Linked DNA regions of Mus musculus: regions 1 and 3 are each linked to region 2. A link is a contact called in public Hi-C and Micro-C data. All regions are on one chromosome and are shown on one strand. Each heading gives the region's core, a stretch centred on a gene start, on an enhancer-like site or on the middle of the called end of the contact. The rest is flanking DNA. Distances are from core to core; before and after follow the strand shown. Region 1 overlaps Pacrg (PARK2 co-regulated). Region 2 has its middle 45 kb from the start of Gm34972. Region 3 has its middle 42 kb from the start of 4930452A19Rik.

The links. A called contact is a pair of places that touch in the nucleus more often than the background predicts.
Region 1: a contact with region 2 is called in a Micro-C map of trophoblast stem cells, with 2.6 times the contacts expected there. The contact joins two enhancer-like sites. A contact is called at or near these places in 5 of 39 promoter capture datasets (the C10 cell line, the HPC-7 cell line, liver and 1 more), 1 of 15 datasets of contacts at CTCF or cohesin (the NIH/3T3 cell line), 8 of 484 Hi-C or Micro-C datasets (the HL-1 cell line, cerebral cortex, embryonic stem cells and 2 more), 9 of 115 datasets of contacts at active chromatin or transcription factors (cardiomyocytes, embryonic stem cells, extraembryonic endoderm stem cells and 3 more) and 1 of 9 other capture datasets (embryonic stem cells).
Region 3: a Hi-C map of muscle stem cells shows a contact between it and region 2, with 2.1 times the contacts expected there. The contact joins two enhancer-like sites. A contact is called at or near these places in 2 of 484 Hi-C or Micro-C datasets (muscle stem cells and myocytes) and 1 of 9 other capture datasets (embryonic stem cells).

The regions. Positions count from the first base shown.
Region 1 is chr17:10,497,664-10,501,379 of GRCm38.p6, forward strand. The region is part of intron 4 of Pacrg (PARK2 co-regulated); the gene reads right to left. All of the region lies in intron 2 of Gm16168 (a long non-coding RNA gene), which reads left to right. Among named protein-coding and RNA genes, the nearest start is that of Gm16168, 6.3 kb to the left of the region's middle. Within about 2 kb of position 1,803, at least 22 of the 459 cell types and tissues checked have an H3K27ac peak or open chromatin away from gene starts, as enhancers often do. A contact at or near this core is called in trophoblast stem cells, where this site is marked.
Region 2 is chr17:10,188,912-10,192,656 of GRCm38.p6, forward strand. No RefSeq gene overlaps it. Among named protein-coding and RNA genes, the nearest start is that of Gm34972, 45 kb to the left of the region's middle. Within about 2 kb of position 2,365, at least 4 of the 459 cell types and tissues checked have an H3K27ac peak or open chromatin away from gene starts, as enhancers often do. A contact at or near this core is called in muscle stem cells and trophoblast stem cells, where this site is marked.
Region 3 is chr17:9,816,293-9,820,250 of GRCm38.p6, forward strand. No RefSeq gene overlaps it. Among named protein-coding and RNA genes, the nearest start is that of 4930452A19Rik, 42 kb to the left of the region's middle. Within about 2 kb of position 1,384, at least 2 of the 459 cell types and tissues checked have an H3K27ac peak or open chromatin away from gene starts, as enhancers often do. A contact at or near this core is called in muscle stem cells, where this site is marked.

The DNA of each region.
Region 1 (3,716 bases), core at 553-3,052, 310 kb after region 2:
TTTATTTTCCTTGTATTTTTGGTAGCTTGCCTTTGGAGAACATTATCTGAAGTGAAGGTCAGCCCACTCTGTGGGCACGGAATCTTCTGGGCTAACTAAGGGCAGAGGTGCAGGGTTCACTGCAAATTTACAAAGCTGGCTTTAAAAGCTGACACTGTAAAAAGCTAGTTGTCAATTTTTAGTGTATACCAAACTCTTATGCCTTGTCTTAAAATAACGCTGTGACTTAATCAAATGTAGAAGCTCCGGGTTTCCAGGGATTCCAGTAAAGGGCATTACTATGTTTAGAAGACAGTTGTGCAATTTGCATACTTATTGGGGCCCTGGCTATGGAGAAGATCAAGGGCAGACAGGGCCCTCACAGGGCAGACACATTAACTGTGTGCCAAGTTGACAGGCTTCTTACTTATTTGATATAAAAATAAATCCACAGCAGAGTGTGTGATGGAAGGCAAGCTGACTTCCTTCTTCTGTTCTTGGGCAGGGGGGTGACGACTCATCTGGGCTGGCTACACACTAGGTTCAGTGAGGAACTCCAGACCTGCAGGCTCACACTTTGCTGCTCACACTGCCAGGAAGAAATCTTTCCTGGTTTTCTCTCTAGTCCTCCAGTATCCATTCATTGCTTTGATCACTGCCAGCTGGCTGAAGCTGGCCCTAAGGGGCTTACTCCCTCTTGTGAGGAACTGAGGAGAAGTGAATCCTATTTCCAGACTAATTCTGAACCTTTCACCTTGGAAGAACCATAAGTCGGCTATTATGGATCAGGCAGTGAGGGCAGATGGCAGGCACCTGCTGCAGAAACGGACACCGTGAGGCCCTGGGAAACCCCACCTATTTAAACTTAGCTCTTCCTCTGAGGCAGAAACAGGGTGGCGAGGGTCTTCTTTGAAAGGGGATGCAAGCTGCTTGAGTGCCTGCCCTGAGTAGCTTCAGCTGGTGCTGGTGGCACCTCACCCACCTGAGTTGCATTTCTCTGTCCTCACTTTTAAGGGCCACCTTCTCCTCCCCGCCCCCCGCCCCATCTTTGAGATTCTCCACTGCCAGCATTACATTTTAATGCCATTTTATCAGTCATATGCCATGCCTTTTCAGCAATCATATTCCTTGACATCAAACAGATTCTTGATACAACCGCCAACGTGTTCTAGCTCGCTTTAAAATATTATGGCTGATACCAACATTTTAATCCTTTAAGACATCAAAGCCAAATTAAACGAGTTGTATTGCTGGTAGTCGATGCAAAAATCTTCATGCTTCTATTTCACAGAAAAGTCAGCCTAATATTTTTCGAGGCTTTTGCAAGGTGAGGTCCTTTGCTGTCCACTTCACTTGGTGAGCATTGGAATTAGGAGCTGGGTTAGAAAGCAATGAGGAATCTCTCTGAAAGGTGCGCTACAAGTGAGAAGGAACAGGAAGTTGGGGGAGGAGCAGAAAGGTTCAGGTGGGTGTAGCCTGCAGCTCATGAGTCACAGGTATCCCAGGATTGTGTGAATGTGGCCAACATTTTTGTGAATGACAACCTCATGTTGGAATGTCAAAAGGTTGAATGCTCCTGAACTGGTTTAACATGGAGCAGATCAACAACAACAACAACAACAACAACAACAACAGCAACAACAACAGCAACAGCAACAACAGCAGCAGCAGCAGCAACAGCAAGAACAACAACAACAACAAACTGACTTGAGAAAACAGAAAAATCCAGAGGCATAGGAGATTTGTGAGAGGCAGTGACTGGAGAATGCCACTGGTATGAAAAGAGGGGACGCAAGGACACGCACGAGGGAGTGAGTCTATGTAGCTGCCAGTGGAGATCTAGTTTTTAACCTTGTGCAGCTGTTTTCTAGGTTATCGGGAGCAAGCATAAATTAGCAGAGAAGATGAGCTAGCCTCTGGCCTCACATTCCAGGACAAGATAGAGTTGAAGGTCTGTCCTTTTTTTTTTTTTTTTTAAAGATTTATTTATTTATTTATTTATTTATTTATTATATGTAAGTACACTGTAGCTGTCTTCAGACACTCCAGAAGAGGGAATCAGATCTCGTTACGGATGGTTGTGAGCCACCATGTGGTTGCTGGGATTTGAACTCCTGACCTTTGGAAGAGCAGTCGGGTGCTCTTACCCACTGAGCCATCTCACCAGCCCCCCCTTTTTTTTTTAAAATTTATTTATTTTTATTAGTTATTTTCTTTATATACATTTCAAATGCTATCCCGAAAGTTTCCTATACCCTCCCTCTGCCCTGCTCCCCTACCCACCTTCTCCCGCTTCTTGGCCCTGGCATTCCCCTGTATTGGGGCATATAAAGTTTTGGCAAAATATTTGATATCTTACTTTTAGAACATACTTAAGTTTCATATCTTAGATTTATATATACATTTTTCTTTTTCTTTCTTTTTTTTTTTTTTACGTATTTTCCTCAATCACATTTTCAATGCTATCCCAAAAGCCCCCATACCCCCCCCCACTTCCCTACCCACCTATTCCCATTTTTTTGGCCCTGGCGTTACCCTGTACTGAGGCATATAAAGTTTGTGTGTCCAATGGGCCTCTCTTTCCAGTGATGGCCAACTAGGCCATCTTTTGATACATATGCAGCTAGAGTCAAGAGCTCTGGGGTACTGGTTAGTTCATAATGTTGTTCCACCTATAGGGTTGCAGACCCCTTTAGCTCCTTGGGTACTTTCTCTAGCTCCTCCATTGGGAGCCCTGGGATCCATCCAATAGCTGACTGTGAGCCTCCACTTCTGTGTTTGCTAGGCCCCGGCATAGTCTCACAAGAGACAGCTTTATCTGGGTCCTTTCAGCAAAATCTTGCTAGTGTATGTAATGGTGTCAGCGTTTGGAAGCTGATTATGGGGTGGATCCCTGGATATGGCAGTCTCTAGATGGTCCATCCTTTTGTCACAGCTCCAAACTTTGTCTCTGTAACTCCTTCCATGGGTGTTTTCTTCCCAATTCTAAGAAGGGGCACAGTGTCCACACTTTGGTCTTCATTCTTCTTGAGTTTCATGTGTTTAGCAAATTGTATCTTATATCTTGGGTATCCTAAGTTTTGGGCTAATATCCACTTATCAGTGAGTACATATTGTGTGAGTTCCTTTGTGATTGTGTTACCTCACTCAGGATGATGCCCTCCAGATCCATTCATTTGCCTAGGAATTTCACAATCACAAAGGTCTGTCCTTGAGGGGCAAGGTCAGTGCTAATCCCTGTGGGTCAACAGGCCAAGGATGGAAGATCGCCATCTACTGGTTTTAGAGAAAACTGCCGACACATGACCCTTGGTCTGGGGTTAAAAAAAAAAAAAAAAAGCTCTGACTGGGAATTGTCCTTTCAGGTCAGCTCTTCACAGCTGACTAAGTGGTTGGGAAATCAGAAATGAAAAGTGCCACTTTGAGCCCTTGGCGCTCTACAGTGTGGGGCTGACACGGAACAATGTCAACGCATTCGGTAGCGTGAGGAAATGCTGAGCAGTCTCGAGAGCCCCTAGCCTCTCTGTAATGAAGTCTCCTGATCCGAGCAGCCATTCCCATCAGCTCTCCTTTGACACTTGCCCCAGCTGGCCTGACTCTGGCTTACAACTGGGCCACTAGCACGGTCCTAAGCTCTTGTGTCCTGAGGCGCAGGCTCCCTTCCTCCACTCTCACCCAAAGACTCCTCTCCTTGACCCTAAAACCCTGACTTCTAATCCCCGAGGTTGAAGCCATAG
Region 2 (3,745 bases), core at 1,115-3,614:
GGCTGGGACTGAAGGCAAGGAGGGAAGGGAACTGTGATCAGTGACAACCAGCTGGCATAGGTTTCCTTGAACCTCTGAAGGATCTCATGCGCTGTGGCCCTTCAGAGGATAAAAGACAGCAGACAGGAGAACTCTAATTTCTCATTCTTTGTATGATTGTTCATCAGAAGGGAAACAGAGGCTCTCTTTTCATCCAGCTTCATGCATTCATGCATGCAAGATCTTGTGCTTGCTTTTTGGGAAAAGTGATATAAGCCCTATGTAAGAAAGCACCTTCCAGTTGACTGTGGGTCCACAGGGTTGCACACACCAGCTAGGAGATGTTTGTACATGGGGCTCTGACCAGATCAAATTAACAAGCATTCATGTGGATCTGTGGGCAGAAGCACTGACATTTGTATGATGCTCATAGAGCCATGATCATAGACACACACAGGCTGCAAGCACAGCCACAAACATGTGGCCCAAGGTGGCCCACAGTTCCTCAGCCCCTTCTTCTGCTCCCAAAACATAGTTCCTCACTGTCACCCTCCCTGTTGGCAGCAGGATCTCCACAGAGGTTGCCTGTCCATCTCCGCACCAGTGGATTGGACAATGAACTGACGTTTTCTAAGCAGCCTCTGCTCCACCCTTGATTAGACACTATCTTTAATTAAAACGCCTCATCAGAACTCAGAGCCAATTTCATCCTGGCTTTCCTAAGTGCTCTGTACAAAACATTAACTCTGGAATCTCATTACACACTTTCAACCCCTGTGACAAACATAAATGATAATTCAGCTCTAATGCCTTCTTGAGCAAGCCACATTTTCAGAGGCTCATGGATAATAGGAACACACTGAGGGGAGCATCTCTCTCTTCTCTCTCTCTCTCTCTCTCTCTCTCTCTCTCTCTCTCTCTCTCTCTCTCTCTCTCTCTCAGCTGGTGTTACAGCAGTCTCATCACCAAGTATGAATCTTGCTGGCCTCAGATGATGCTCATATGGCAGCTAGAACTCTACTTTAATGAAGTTCTTCATGAGTTAGGAGACTTGGGCTACCAACAGAATGTTGGTAGGCAACCATCAGCTGGGCGAGTGGAAGAGGACTGAGAGATGCTTGGCTCCCTTCACTCAGAGGCACATCCTGGAGTGCATTGTGTTAATGGAGACTGGGAAGGATTAGCAACTTCTTAGCCTGAGGATTTGATTAACAGGTCTTTAGAAGGTCTATGGCTCTAAGGTTGACACCATCATTGAGTTCAATGATCTTACCCTGCCAGCTACACACTTGGTGTCACTGGTCATACCCATGCCCTTCCTCATTAAGACCGGAAAGCACTGTTTCACACTCTGTGATCCCCTTCTCTCCAAGGTATGGTGACAGAACCACCTAAGAGCACCCACCCTTCCATTCCTCTATAGCCCGAGGATCAAATGCTGTACTTGAACAGGGATCCTCTGTGCTAATCACATGTTCAGAGCCATACCTGTAGAGCCAGACAGAAAAACGAGGAGGCTGAGGCTAAAAGTAAGGAGGCTGTGGGATAAAGAACAGGCCAGGATAAAATCAAAATTGCTACTGAGGAAACCCCAAGGAGTCAGATCTTGACAATCACTCTAACAGGGTTCAGGAGGCTGGAGCTGTTGGAAGATTTTTATACAATCTCAGCACCCTTAGTTCAATTATAGCTTCATCATTCATTCTCAAACTACAGCAGACACAAGGGCCTTCCTGGGCCCTGGCTGGCCACAAGAGGCAAATATAGTATTCCAGAAGCACTGGTCAGTGAGAATATAATTTAATAAAAGCCAAATAGCTATTGGTCTCCTTCAGACAGTAATTTCCCACCATGCTTCACTTCTGTCTCTGTAATATCCATCTCCCACTTGGCTGCAACCATTGCTGTAAACAGCTTCAGAGCTCTGGCCCCCCTGACCTCCCCTCTCTATAGTGGGTATGAAGCCCACTGTCTAATATGAGGATTCTAGGCTATCAACCTTTGAACTTTAGTTTTCTGCCTATGAGAATTAAAAAAAAAAATTGTCATTCTTATTTACTTGTGAGGTTGTCCTACTTAGCTCTGGCTTTCAAATTGACACAGCCCAGAGTCACCCGAGAGTCTCAACTGAGGAACTGCCAAGATCAGATTGGCTTGTGGTCACATCTGTGAGAGACTGTCTTCCAACCCCCAGTGGGTGGTGTCATCCCTAGGCAGGTGGGCCTGGGATATATCAGAAAGCAAGCTGAGCATGTATAAAGAACAAGCCAGGAAACAGCATTCTTCCATAGTCTCTGATTCATTTCCTGTCCTGACTTCTGTGACCTGGAAATGTAAGCCAAACAAACCCTGTCCTCTTTGTAGTGGTTTAAATGATGGCGTCCCCACACACAATTACATGCTTAAATACTTGGTCCCCAGTTAGTGTTTGGGAGGTGTCAGGAGATGCGGCCTTGCTAGAGGAGGTGTGTCACTGGGGTTGGGCTTTGAGGTTCCAAAAGACTTGTGTGATTCCCAGTTAGCTCTCTCTCCTTTGTAGGTGTGGCTCAAGATGTGAGTTCTCAGCTGCTCCATCACTCTGCCACGATGGACTCAAATTCTCTGAAACTGTAAGCCAAATTAAATGATGTCTTTTATAAAGTTGCTTTAGTCATGGTGTTTTATCACAGCAATGGGAAAATACCTAAGATTATTCTCATATCGTTTTTAGTTAGAGTGTTCCGTCAACGTCAACAGAATGAAACTAGGACAAATGTCAAACAGAAAAACAACAACAACAACAACAACAACAACAATGGAACGATGGTTGTGTACTATAAAGGGCTACAAAATGTGATAAATTCCTAAATCTCTGTAGATGACAAAAACCAAACTTGTGATATTAAAGAAGAAGAGGAGTAGCAAGAAAGCCCACCCTTCCAGGAACAAAGCACAGCCTGCTACATAGGAAGACACCAATCTGCCTGCCGTCTGGACCACACTTAGAGATCTCTATTTCATGCTACAGAAGGGTGCTATTCAGTTTCCTCCTCAGGTGAGAGAAACGGGGCACTGACTACAACCATTCTACAAACACTCATAAGCAGCAGCCAGCCTTTCGTGGATAGCCACCGTGTAGACACGAAGAGCCTCATGCCAGCACCAGAAGAACATCAGTGTGCCATGATTAATAATTATTTTCATCAAGGCCCAAATTAGAAACTAAGTATGTGCTATGGCTTGACTATGAAATGCCTCCACGGGTCAACTGTTTGGACACTTGGTTCCCCGTTGGTGGCTAGGCTTTCAGAGACTGTGGGACCTTTGGGAGGGAGAGTCTAGCTGGAAGAAATGGGTCACTGGAGGTCAGAGATCAGGCCTTGACTCCTCATTTAAGCTTAATCTCAGTGTTTCTTGGATGTGTGTACAATTGTGGAAGAAGCCTTCCCTGATGTATACCACTGTACCTCCTGAGTAACCCCTCCCCTCTCCCACACTATTTCTGTCAGGAATTTGGTCCCAAGGACTTGAAAAGCTACTAAGAAAATACATTTCTGTTCATTTTAAGTACACAAAAAGAACATAAACCAGTACAACGGGTAGGTACTGATATAATAAAAGACACTCACCTGAACAAGACATATATACTCTAGCTCTTCTCTCTTATGAAAAGTATGTTTATTGGAATGAAGATGGGGTGGAGGCTTAGGGAAGGGGAAAGAGGTTGAGCCTCGCAAACAGACATCTTCCGCATCCCAAGAAGCCAGTTGCCGTGCACTAGGCAGGG
Region 3 (3,958 bases), core at 134-2,633, 370 kb before region 2:
AGCAGAAGAGAATCCTTAATTGACATCTTGTGTTCCAGGACACACCCTCCCATACACACTCACCAATAGTCTCCATGATAATCACAACACAACCATGTCAAGGTTTCCAATACCCAGAGTCCCAGGTGTCATAGGCATCCATGCATTTTGCATTGCTGAGTGCTCGAGGGTTAAGTGGGGCTCTCCCTGCTTTTGTTGTCACTTAGACACTGCCTGGAAGTGACCACCTGCTCACTGATGCAGGCCAGTGACCCCTGCCAAGAGTGATGGCATCTAAGGTCCTCTTGTGTGTACTCCCAAGCTTTTGTTCTCATGTTTGTCTTTATAATGGAACCCACACTACAGGCCCAGCATTGCACCATTCCCAGGGAAGCAGTGGACAGGACTCTAGCAGTTCCTCTGTTAGCAGAGCCCATTGCATGTTGGGGGTTGGTCTGATGCTGCTTGTGTTCTAATGCTAAATACTGGCTCTCGAGATCTGGTTGCCCCCCCCCGCCTCCCGGGCAGATTACAATCATCCCAAAGCAAAACCAATATCCAACAATGTCAAAAGCTCAACGTCTGGTGTTAAGAACTAACTAAAGATATTCTGGGCTACAAAGGACTTGGACAGCCCCTTCCCTCATCCCTGCCCCACTCCAGCTCTGCCACTCAGAACATAGACAGTGTTTCTGGTGAACTCATATTGGCTCCACTCCACACCTGACACTGCTCCTCATGGATATCCCACAATCCTAGCAGCTTGAATATTCTGGGGTCTCACTATAACTACAAGTATTTCACCAGTGTCCTCCTGGTCTCTCACAGCACCAAACAACAGCTTCTCCCCATGACCCATTCAATCCTGGGGTCTCTACTACAACCCAGGCTGCACTTAAACCAATGGACTCTCACAGCACCAAGCCTCAGCTGCTCTCCATGACCTATTCAATCCTGCAGCTTTAATACCATTTAATACCATGTGAGAGACTGTTTCACATCACTGAGTTCAGCTGCTAGCTTTAGTAGCAGCATTTGCCCCTCTGGACCACAGACTTGGTTTTTGTGCACTAATCCTGGAGAAATATTCTCAGATTTCACTTCTGATTCTGATTGCCTATTAATCACAGCTGATGTGTTTATTCCCACATGGCCAGCATCCATTGTTACAGTAAAGCAAAGGTTTGACTTCCATAATTCTTAATCAAAAACATACCACACAAAGAATGTTAGAAGACTCTCTGGGGGACTTTCGAGTGTCCCTCAGAGTTGGCAAGCCATGCCTCCATCATCTCCATTTCTTTTAGCATTTTTAGTTTCCAAGAACTCACAGAATGACCCAGTAAGCTCTAAACACTCAACACCCTTTCTAGCCAAATGTTTCAAATGTTTCCACAATCCTAGTCCCAACACATGGTCAGATCCATCAGAGCAGTGTTCTGCATGCCTGGTATTCATCTCTGTTTCAGTCTGCATTTCCTCTGCTCCGATAAACCACTCTGACCAAAAGCAACTCGAAGAGGAGAGAGTTTACTTTAATTTACTGACTGTAGTCCATCTTCAGGCAAATCCTAGGTAAGGGTGCACAGCGTGAACCTGGAGACAGAAACCGAAGAAGAGGTCGTAGAAGAATTGCCACTGCTTATTGGCTTGCTTGTCTGCCTTTCTTACATAGCATAAGTGCCCCTACATAAGGATGGCACCACCTGCAGTGGGCTGGGACCTCCTACATCAATTAAGAAGATACCCATGGATGGCATGCCCACAGGTAAATCTGATGGACACAATTCTACAACTGACATTCCCTTCCAAATGTGTCAATTAATATCCAAGATCAGTCTCACCAAAATCAGTCTACCTGTTGAGATCCATTCTTTTTTTTTTTTTTTTTTTTTTTCGAGACAGGGTTTCTCTGTGTAGCCCTGGCTGTCCTGGAACTTACTTTGTAGACCAGGCTGGCCTCGAACTCAGAAATCCGCCTGCCTCTGCTTCCTAAATGCAGGGATTAAAGGCGTGTGCCACCACGCCCAGCTTGAGAACCATTCTTTTGAGGACTATATCCCCTAAGTTTAAATGTCAAGTGTCACAGGGTCAGATAGGCAACTTTATAATTCAGAAACTTCTGGAAAATAGAAATAAAATTCAAGCAAGAAGTACATAGAGAGGCATTGGGCTCACATCTCCCCAGGGCCTGCAACAGCAAGAGAGCTGAAGAAGTTTTCATTGCAAAATGTTAACCCTAGTTCACTGGCCATGTGTGAAGAAACATGCAGGCTTAAAATGTATTCGTTGTCAATATCTATGAACTCCAACCAGAGGTGGGGACAGAGTGTGGGGAGGTGATGCGGCCCTAGGCCTTCAGAGCCATCACAGCAATACCATGAGCTCCTGAACTAGGGAGGATTGTGTGCCAGACCCATTTAATTTCCCTGAGGATAATGGTATGGACATCAAAGCGTCAGAGCAGATTCCTGGGACCTCAGAGAATTGCAGGCTCTATAACATGCAGTTCGATCAATGCTCTGGCCTCACTGGATTGAAAATATGACTTTCAGTAAAAGATTCTTTATTCTCTCTCGCCTTCATGAGAGAAGAGTGGTGTCTGGCTGTATGGGAGCATATTTGCCAATATATGGATGCAGTCTGTCTCCTTGGAGATACTTCATTATACCAGCTAACTACTGAGGGTGAAATGAGAAAACAGAATCATTTATAAGCTCTTCACAGGATAAGTGTTCACATAGGTTACTGTGGTATTGATTGCCAAATTGACACAGCCTAGAATAACCTAAGAGACAAGCCTCTGTGCGTGCCTGTAAAGGGCACTGTAGATGATCTTAGCCTCTGAGCATACTTGTGAGGGATTATCTAGATTTGGTTAACTGGAATAGAAACACCCACCTTAACTGTGGGCAGCACCATCCCTTAGGCTGAGGTCCTACCTAAACAAAAGGGAGGAATCCAGCAGGACTCTGGCATTCATCTCTCTCTCTGCTCCTTAACTGGGCCTGAAATGTGACCAGCTGCTCCATTCTCCCTCCACCATGCTTTCTCTGCCATGATGGACTGTGTACCCTCAAACTTTGAGCCAAAATAAACTCTCCCTTCCTTAAGTTGATCTTGTCAGGACAATGAGACAAATAACTGATACAAACACACAAGTAGCATGAAGTTATTCATATTGTTACATAAATCATAGCAACTTTTAAAAACAAGTATAAACTATGAAAATACCAGCCAAAGGAGAAGCGCAGCTAGAAAAGCCAGTGAGTTGCGCCTTTGCATTCCTTTGCAGCAATTAGAGTAAGTAGCAGCTGTGCTCAGCACACCCAGAGTCAAACAACAGTTGCTTGAATAAACAAAAGGATTGTGCTTTGTTTTGTTTTGAGTTTGGTACTAAGATAAGAAAGGAATAGAAATCTTGGAATCATAACTATTTGGAGAATTTTTTAAAACTTGTGTCATTATAGTATCTCTATAATAAATGCAAATAATCATTTGCTAATACTTCCTATAAGGAGCATTAACTTGTACCAATGCCATCAAAGCACCACTTATAAGACTAAGTCATCCATTGGCTGAGCACTTCGGCTTGTTATATGGCTACTTGCTTGATCCAAAATTAAGATTTACATTGTCTGGATTCCAGAAGAATAAAAGCCTATGATCCACTTAGCTTAAACAAAGGTAGGACAATATATGTATCCTAATTCCTCTCCCCTTTTAAAATAAAGTTCTTAGGATTCTTCTACCCCTCAGCAGAACATTCCGAGATCAGAGTTGCCTCGTGTGGCTCAAGCTCCCTTGGTGAAGCCCTAAGCACAAGCTGTGGGAAGTTGGTAACATAGGATCAGAAGGGCAAAAGAGGAAGAGTGTGAATCATCAAAAGAAGAACAGAAAAACACTTCTACCCAAGGCATCATCTTTCAGTGTGGGCAAAATTACCACTTGGGAATGGTATTGAGCCGTTCCTTAAAAA